Regions from separate parts of the Pan troglodytes genome. Here all the other regions are linked to region 1. A link is a contact called in public HiChIP or PLAC-seq data. All regions are on one chromosome and are shown on one strand. Each heading gives the region's core, a stretch centred on a gene start, on an enhancer-like site or on the middle of the called end of the contact. The rest is flanking DNA. Distances are from core to core; before and after follow the strand shown.

Region 1 (2,700 bases), core at 8-2,507:
GGGAGGAAGGGAGGGAGGGAGGGAGGGAGGGGACTTGTTGCTTTTGAGGAAAATACTTGTTTTTTAGGAAAATTGGTCTGCTGGCAGTATGGAAAAGAAACCACTGAGGAGGAACATTTGAGCCAGGGCACCCATGAAAATGCTGCTCAGGAACCCACAGGAGTGATGGTGGCACAGCCAGGGAAGGAGCAGAGGGGAAACAGACAAGGGGACAGATTCCAGCGACATTTAAGAGGCAGAATAAAAGCGAGCTAGTGTGCAACTGGACGCGAGAGGAACGGAGGGGCCCAGGAGGACGCAGATCTCCAGCTTGGGCAACTGGGAGTGTGGTGGACAGGTCACTGAGATGAAGAACCCAAGATAACAATCAGACTTGAAGATAAAGCTCATGAGCTGATTCTTAACAGTCACAGAATTCCTTTAATTTTTGCCTTTTTTTCCCTTCCAAAACTCCCCAGACTTTTTTTTTTTTTTTTTGAGATGGAGTTTCGCTCTTGTTGCCGAGGCTGGAGTGCAATGGCGTGATGTTGGCTCACCGCAACCTCCGCCTCCCGGGTTCAAGCGATTCTCCCGCCTCAGCCTTCCGAGTAGCTGGGATTACAGGCATGCACCACCACACCCGTCTAATTTTGTATTTTTAGTAGAGACCGGGTTTCTCCATGTTGGTCAGGCTGGTCTCGAACTCCCGACCTCAGGTGATTCCCCCGCCTCAGCCTCCCAAAGTGCTGGGATTACAGGCGTGAGCCACCGCGCCCGGCCCACTCCCCAGACTATTAATGACATCCTACAAAACGAGAAGCCGGGTTCTACGCTTGCACTGCTCCCTGTCCCGGAGACCGCACGCCCGAGCCCACCGAGGGGCCCACCTCGAGCTCGGCGTCCTCCCAGGTTACCTCGAGCTCAGGGAAGCTGAGCACCACCAGGGAAGCACAAGCGCGGACACTGTCCCCTTTCACGAAGGACACGTCAACGCCCCCGACCCTCTGCAGACCCGAGAAGGCGGGGTCTCGCTGCCACGCCTCGGTGTCCCGGTCTACGACGTGGGCCTTCAGCCGAGCTTGCTCCCTAGGAGGACAGAAGCGTCAAATTTGGTCGGGGTCACACCTCAGACTCTGCCTCCTCCACCCGCGCGGCTGCAGCGGACAGAGCGCCTCTGCCGCGTCTTCTCCCGCTTCAAGGGAAAGCAAGGGACATACCGCCGAGGCCACAGTCCCTAGGAGCCCAGGCGGCGGAGACCCGCGCAAGCGCAGGCCAGACAAACTGGCCGGAAGCGAGAACCGCGCCCACCCCGCGGACTACAATTCCTGAGATCCCTCCGCTTCCGCGCCGGAAACTGGGCTTTGCTTTGGGGAGGCTCGGGCGGTGGCAGCTCCGATTCCACAGCCTGAAGACTATGAGCTCGGAAGGTCCGCGAAGGGCCGCCCGGCCTCGGCCCCCGCCTCCTGCGCGTCGCCTGACAGCATTACCGTTTCCACAGTGACAGCGTTTCCTCCGGCGGCCCTCCCGCCGCCTCCAGGGCCATGGCTTCGTCCCGGGCACCCCTTCCGCGCGTCACTTCCGGAAGCGACTCGCGCAGGCGCCGTCCGCCCTCGTTGCCATGGAGACGCTTGCGCTTTCCCGGGCCGCACTTCCCACCCGCGTCTTCAGAAGCCCGTGGCCGCTGGGTGACCCCTGCGTGAACGCACACGCACGCACACGGCTTCAGGTTGCCCCGCGGCGCCGCGCGCGATATCGGCTCGGATCCCGGGAGGCCGTCCGCCCCTTTTTCAGCGGATAGCTGAGGCCAGGTAAGTGACCGCGCGAGGACCCGGGAACTCCGTGACGCCCGTCCCGCCTCTGCTGTCCCCGCCGCAAGCGCTGCGCTCTGCACGGCGAGAGGGCCTCTTGCCCTGTTGAGAGCCGGCGGGCACGGCACTTCTGCCCCTTGGAAAAGGGTGGTCCAGCACTGCAGGTCCCACTCCTTGGCCCGGTCAGCGTCCGCCTTTGCTGAACCCCGAAAGGATTCACCAGGTTCAGGACCGCCCGGCAGTTGCCTCAGGAGCACTTACTGAGCGCCTGTCGTTGACGCCCCCACCTCGATGGCAGCTCAGGGGTGCCCTCAGGCTTTTGAGGGCAGGTGTCGTGTATTTAAATTCTTCACAGTTTAGCGGGCTGGACTCACGGGGGTGCTGCAAACTTGGACTGGGTTTCATCTGGGTCGGACCTTGCTGGGCAGAAAGCTTCTCCTACCAGGCAAAGTACGGCGACCTTGGGGGGGGGTCTTGGTTCTTACCTCGTGTTCCTCATTGAATGAGTGTTGGTTCAGTGCTCTCGCTGTACCAGGTGTTGTGCGAAGTACTGTGAGGGAGAATATGTATTTATTTGTGGGGAGCCGACTTTAAACCGGTGGTTGGGAAAGGCCTGAGAGGCGATATTGAAGACACCTGAAGGGTGAGTGAAAGAGCACGGCGGGTGAGTGGAGCAGCTTTCTCGTGCAGGTCGCGGGGTGGGAAAGAGGTTGGTGTATTTGAAGCACTGAAAGGCAGCCACTGAAGCTGAAGTGTAGCAGTTTAACCCATGGTTTTATATTCTCCTGGGAGGATTCAGAAGGGTGTATGTGTGTATGTATATATAATAGTCTGAATATAAACGTCAAGGGTGTTAGGTTTTGAAGGGAAGGTGAAGGCTAAAGAATGACGCACAGTGAGAGTGCCGGCGCGC
Region 2 (2,902 bases), core at 97-2,596, 550 kb before region 1:
TGGGCTCAGAGTATGAAGATGGGGGCGGCTGTGTTACTGCCCACAGGCACCTCCTCCTGCAAGGCACGTCATACCACTGTACCAGCGACAAACTCTGTGGCTCTCCTGCATCCAGCCCCTCCTTGCTGCTATGGTTGGGAGCCTTTCTGGGAGCCCTTAAGCTCTTGTCTCCCACATGGATGGGGTGCGCAGCCCAGGAAGGCTCTGCTGGTCCAGATCCCCATGCCCACCTGGGCCTCTGCTCCATGCAGGTGGTGGCTGCTCCCGCTCCACAGTCTGAGTTTGCTGCCTTTTCTTCTTTCTTCTTCTAACACAGAAGGCATGGAGGGGGTTGTGGTTGGTAAACCCAGTGTGCCTTGCTCTTGGACTCCCTGGCACCTTGGATCCTGGGCTGCTCGCTGGAGGCCTGTGACAGGCCCTGTGCTGCCCTGGGGCTGGTGCTTTCAGGGCTGGCTCCCCCATCGCTGGGTTTGGAGGAGCCCCTGGCTACAGGGTGGAACCTGGTTGGCCCCCAGCAGCTGCTGAAGGTGGAAGCAGCTGGCAGTTGGGGGCTGGTTCTCTGTGGGGGCAAACTCTGACCACAGTGAGCCAGGCAGGGGCCAGGACTGGGGAGCAGTTGGTGAGGGTGTGCGGGCAGCTCTCTGGGCCTCCCCCTGCTGGGAGGTGAGCCTGGGACCCCATGTGGGGAGCCCCCAGCCCCCAGCTCCTGCCAGCCCTGGGTTGGAGGCTGCGGAGCTTCCCGGCCGTGCAGCTTGTCCTCCCTGGAGGGCCCTGGGGGCTTACACCCTCAGGCAAAGCCTTCCCATCCACCCCTCCAGCTTGCCTGCGGTGGATGGTGGATGACCCTGGAGGGCAGCCGGGAGAGCCTCCAAGGGGAGGCCAGAGGGGAACCCACAGCTCTGAGTACCCCTGCGCCTCCCCCTGCAGATGCGGCTGTGGTTCTGTACCTCACCAGGCTGTGGGGATCTGAGTGGGGGTCCTGGGGTCTGGGCAGTTCTTCTGACCTCATCAGATGGCATCTGCCCTCCGATGCTGAGCCGTGGGTGACATCAGCCTTCTGGGCCCAGGAGGCCACCTGGCAGGATGGCTCAAGCAGCCTTGGGCAGTGACCTTGGTGGCTGTCGCTGGTGGCCATGAGCCCTGCATGAGTGTCCCTGGCCTCAGCACTGGGGGCTCCTCACTTCCTGGCCCCTGGAAGCAAACTCAGAGCATGCCTGTGGGGCCACAGGCTGTTTGGAGGATGCTGCAGTGATGGCCTTCTGGGGAGTGAGGGCTGGGTTTTGGATAGGGAGGTGGGAGGTGGGGGGTCCTGAACTGCCTTTCCTGCCACGTCAGGACCCAGGGCCGGGGACAGCGGGTGTCTCGGGGGCTGCATGGACGATGGGGGAGGACGTGCAGGCTGGCGGGGGAGGGGGTGGAGCGCATGGGCTGCCTGGCCCTGTCTTGGGGACATGAAGCCTGGTTTGCCAAGTGGGAACCGAGGGACCTGTGCTCCAAGAGACACATCCAGGGACTGCAATCAATTTCCAAAGGGCCTTTTCTCTTTTCAGCGATGCTGTTAAGAAAGGCAATGAATCATGTGCCACAAGAATCTTGGGAGAACCCACGAGCTTGGGAGCTGGTGACAGACCCCCATTCGGAGCGCTCTCTGCACAGCTACACAGCGACCCCGCCCCCGCCTGCCCATCAGGATGGCTCCGCGGCTGCAAAGGGCGAGTGCTTGGTTCCCAAGGCAGGGCCCAGCTCCATGGTTCTCCTCGCCTCACTCTCCTCCGTGAGCCTCAGGGACGCGGTGGCCACGGCACCCCCAGTTCTCCCCAGAGTTGCTGTTCCCACCTTTGGCTGTGAGGTAGGTGGCATGGCAGAGGGGGCTGGCCTGGGATGTGGGATCCTGCTGTGAGCGGCACCAGTGGGGTTTGTCATGCTGACACTGATGACAGAGGTGAACTCATGGTCCCCCGGCCCTGGGGAGCAGAGGCCCCCTTCCAGGCAGCAGGGCAGGGTAGGTGCATCCAGCACCCTCCATGGTCGCAGCCCTCCACCAGGTGGCAGGTCACGCCATGCCTTCTCTGTCCTCACAGTGGTGTGGCGGGGCTGGGTGTGTAACTCTCGTCCTGTGTTCTGTGGACACTGGTGCCTGGGTCACACAACGGCGGATGGAGCCTCAGAGCCCCAAGAGCCCTGTGGCTGCTCCTGCCCCTGGGATGGCAGGGCCAGCGCAGGGACTGTGGGGCTCAGGAGGAGGGACCCCCCCCTGCCGCAGAGGAGGCGGCAGTCAGGCGGAGGGGGTGGGCACGGGAGGGAGGATGGGATGGGCAGGGAAGCCGCCCCAACAGCTGCAGTGAGGTTCTTTCCCAAGGTGGAGGAGGGGGAAGGACAGGCAGGGCCCATGTGGTTGGGCTCTTCCTCCTCCAGCTCAGGAGCCACCAACAGGACATGGCCTCAGCTGGGTGGCACCAGGTGACCGGGCCCAGCTCAGGGTCTGCTCTCCTCTGATGGTCCAGGCGGGTACCGTGCAGCCCTGGGACTTGGCATCGGCTGAGCTGTGGCAAAGAGCTGTGTTCTTCCCAGCTCCCAAGCCCTGTGGCACCAGCAGTTGTGAAGTCCTCAGGTGACCTCGGACAGTGTCCATTGGGTGCTTCCCTGGTGCCAGTGCTGTTCTGGAAGCTTCTGTGGTCTTGTTTGGTGCTCACAGCACTCATGCCTGCAATAACTGTCCCCACGTTAAAGTGAGGGACAGGCTGGGGCTTGGAGGTGCCACGGTGGTGCCAGTGTCCCAGGGCCACCTAGCAAACCACCGTGGGCCCGGCAGCCTGAGCAGCAGCCCTGTATTCCCTCTCCACCCGCCCTGTCTGGAGGCTGGACTTGGAGACAGAGGGGCCTCTTGGCTATCTTCTTCCAG
Region 3 (2,957 bases), core at 391-2,890, 570 kb before region 1:
GCCCCACTGCTGGGGAGACCCAGGGGCCAAAGGCAGGCAGGTGTGGCCAGGCTGCCCCCCTGTAAAACAAGGTCTCAGTGGAGGGTCACAGGCCACGTGGGGAACACCTGTTATCCTAGAAAAACAGAAAAAAAAAAAAGCAATCATTTGTGCTAGTGTGTGCTAAGGATGCTGTTCCCAAGCACCCGAAATCCCCGGGAGACCTACGGCAGCCTGGAACACGGGTCTGCACAGCCGAGATCCCACAGTGACCCTTGGCAAGTGGAAAGCTGTGCTTGAAGAGAAACCGGAACTGAGTCCTTAAAGAGAGGGGAGGGAGTGCCTTGGGGCTGCCAGGGTAGGTGGAAGGTGGACGATGGAGGCTGGGCCCAGCTGTCTGCAGACAGCTCGGGACGGTGCCCAGCGCTGTGCCCATCTTCTCTAGGGACAAATGTGCCCGTTGTTTCTTTTCACAGCTTATGGACTCAGATGCCAACGTAAGATTCCCTCTTTCATTTACATTCGCTTCTCTTTTAGTATAAAATTAACCTATTTCTATTGCACAAAATTTAGAAAAGAAAGCATCCGAAAAAGCTAGCCCTGCTTCCATTTCGGGGTCTCTTTCGTGACACGTTTATCTCGTTACAAAAATGGACTATTCTTAACCCGCCGTGTCCCTGACATGCCAGGCGATTCCTCCTCCTACAGAAGCTAACTTTCACATGGGAAAAGGCACCACCACCGGCCCGGCTGTGCCCCGGAGTCAGTCTGGAGTCGCCGCAAACAAACGCGCCAAACACGGTGGTCCTGCACCCAGGCGCTGCGGAAACCCGGCAGGACCCCGGCAGGCGTTCGGCGCACCTGTCGGCCGCTCCTCGGACCAGGGCAGATTTCCTTCCAGTCCTGGCCTGGATGGGGTGAGGGAGAGGGGATGCTCCGCGCTGCCTCGCGAAGCCGGCAGCACCGCTGGGGCTCCGACCCAGGGCACCAGGAGGCAAATGAGCCGCGGGACGGGGGCGGGGGCAGCGACTCCGGGAGAGCCGGGACCCCCGGGGCCGGGACCTGCTCCCGCGGGCCCAGAGCCAGGGAAAGCCCAGCGCCGCGCGGACCCCACGGACAGGCCGCCAGGCTGTGGCCGAGCCCCGAACGCCGGCGTCGAATCCCGCAGTCACCAGCCGCGCCCACCCCGGCGGAGGTCGCAGAGGCGGACGCGCGGGCCCGGGGGAAGTCGGCAGCCACGGCGCCGCGCAGGAGACCCCGGCCCGAGGCCCCGCGGGGGAGGAGGGACGCAGGGCGGAGAGACCGAGGGGCCCGGCTGCGCGCTGCGCCTCAGTTTCCCCATCCGAACGCGGGGGGCCGAGGGCGCGGGGCTCTTCCGGCCCCGCCGCCCGCCCCGGCCCCGTCGCCTGTCCCGGCCCCAGCCCTGACCCCGGGCCCGGGCCCTCACCAGGATGGCCTTGTCCTGCTCCGTGACGCGGCTCTGCTTCTTGCGGCCGAACAGGTTGCCCATGGCGGCGCCCGCCCCTGGCCCGGGACCCACCAAGTCCAATCGCCACCCCCGCCCCACGGCTACCGTAGCTCGGGTCCTCCCGCTACGGCGGCCGCGCCGGGCCAGGCGCCGCGGAACGCGAAGCCCGAGCGCCTCCTCCGGCCGCGCGCCGTTGCCGCGGGTTCGAAACCACAGCCCGCCGGTCTCGGCGACCGCCGCGAACACCGCGGCCTCCTTGGACTGGTACAGAGAAGTGGCACGGATACCTGGATGTTAGGCCCCGCGATGTTCGGGCCCGGGATGTTCTAAATAACGTGTTTCCGTGCACCCTTCCTGTGCAGGTGAAGGCAAAAATTTCTTATCTCCTAATTAGATGGGATCCTTTTAGATTAACATAATTCAGTCTCCCCAGGCTTTCAGGAATCTTGTGCAGGAATCACTGTCCCACTGGCTCTGAACACAAAATGCCGCATTAATGATGTGATATCCAACGTTTTGCACTTTTTTTTTTTTTTTGATGAAGTCCTGCTCTGTCGCCCAGGGTGGAGTGCAGGGGCACTATCTCGGCTCACTACAAACTCTGCCTCCCGGGTTCAAGTGATTTTCCTGCTTCAGCCTCCTGAGTAGCTGGGACTACAGGTGCCTGCTGCCACGCCCGGCTAATTTTTGTTAGTAGAGACGGGGTTTCACCATATTGGCCAGGCTGGCCTTGAGCTCCTGACCTTCTGATCCACCCACCTCGGGCTCCCAAAGTGCTGGGATGACAGGCGTGAGCCGCCGCGCCCGGCCCGCTTTGCATTTTAAAGTGTTCCCTGAAATGCAACCAGCAGCGCCCTCCACCCAGCCCTTCAGCCCTGGGATCTTCCCTCTTCCACTGCGCTGCTCCCCGTCTGTAGATCAGTGCCAGGAGGAGACCAGCATGGCTGGGCTCAGCTTCTCCTTCCAAGGAATTGTGGCTGCGTCCCCCACAGAAGCATTCTTCCCTGGGGTGCTAAGAAACACATGAATGGGGATAAAGGGTAAAAGGGAGAAGCCACCCCGGTTCCCGCCTGAGTATCCTGACTGTGGTTCCTGAGCATTCACTAAGTGTCAAAGAAAAGCACTCAGCTGAGGATGGCTTGAGGCCAGGAGTTCAAGACCAGCCTGGCAACATAGCAAGACCCCCGTCTCTACAAAAAATATAACAAATAACATCGAAAGGAGAATAATTATCACCTGTTCCAAACCTTTGGACTCCAGAACCTTCACTGAGGTGAGGGGGCCCCTGAATTTTTGTGGGGTTCATCTCCCATCCTCTGATTTGTCTCACTAAGACATCTGAAGTACTTTTTTCCTTGGTGTCCATGGGGACGTTGAGGAAAAAAAAAAAAAAGACTTGCTACTCCCTGCTCCTCATGAAGGGGGAAGGAAGAGCTGGGTAGAGGAAGGCGTGATCCTTGGCTAGGGATCCCCCCACTGCCTGTGCCCACAAACCTAGGTGAGGACAGGG

What was found. HiChIP or PLAC-seq counts read pairs in DNA pulled down with a chosen protein or histone mark.
Region 2: a contact with region 1 is called in an H3K4me3 HiChIP or PLAC-seq map of stem cell-derived excitatory neurons, with 8 times the contacts expected there. The contact joins the promoter of LOC112206097 here to the promoter of ENDOV in region 1. A contact is called at or near these places in 4 of 7 Hi-C or Micro-C datasets (blood, induced pluripotent stem cells and stem cell-derived neural progenitor cells), 1 of 1 datasets of contacts at active chromatin or transcription factors (stem cell-derived excitatory neurons) and 1 of 1 other capture datasets (stem cell-derived neural stem cells).
Region 3: an H3K4me3 HiChIP or PLAC-seq map of stem cell-derived excitatory neurons shows a contact between it and region 1, with 10 times the contacts expected there. The contact joins the promoter of CHMP6 here to the promoter of ENDOV in region 1. A contact is called at or near these places in 3 of 7 Hi-C or Micro-C datasets (blood, induced pluripotent stem cells and stem cell-derived neural progenitor cells) and 1 of 1 datasets of contacts at active chromatin or transcription factors (stem cell-derived excitatory neurons).

Annotation. Positions count from the first base shown.
Region 1 is chr19:93,811,521-93,814,220 of NHGRI_mPanTro3-v2.0_pri, reverse strand. It overlaps ENDOV (endonuclease V), which reads right to left and starts at 1,257. Exons shown (of 11, transcript NM_001280289.1): 1 at 1,197-1,257; 2 at 867-1,065.
Region 2 is chr19:94,362,891-94,365,792 of NHGRI_mPanTro3-v2.0_pri, reverse strand. LOC112206097 reads left to right here and starts at 1,346. Exons shown (of 2, transcript XM_024350739.3): 1 at 1,346-1,849. The coding sequence starts at 1,424.
Region 3 is chr19:94,383,387-94,386,343 of NHGRI_mPanTro3-v2.0_pri, reverse strand. CHMP6 (charged multivesicular body protein 6) reads right to left here and starts at 1,640. Exons shown (of 8, transcript XM_016930992.4): 1 at 1,427-1,640. The coding sequence starts at 1,489.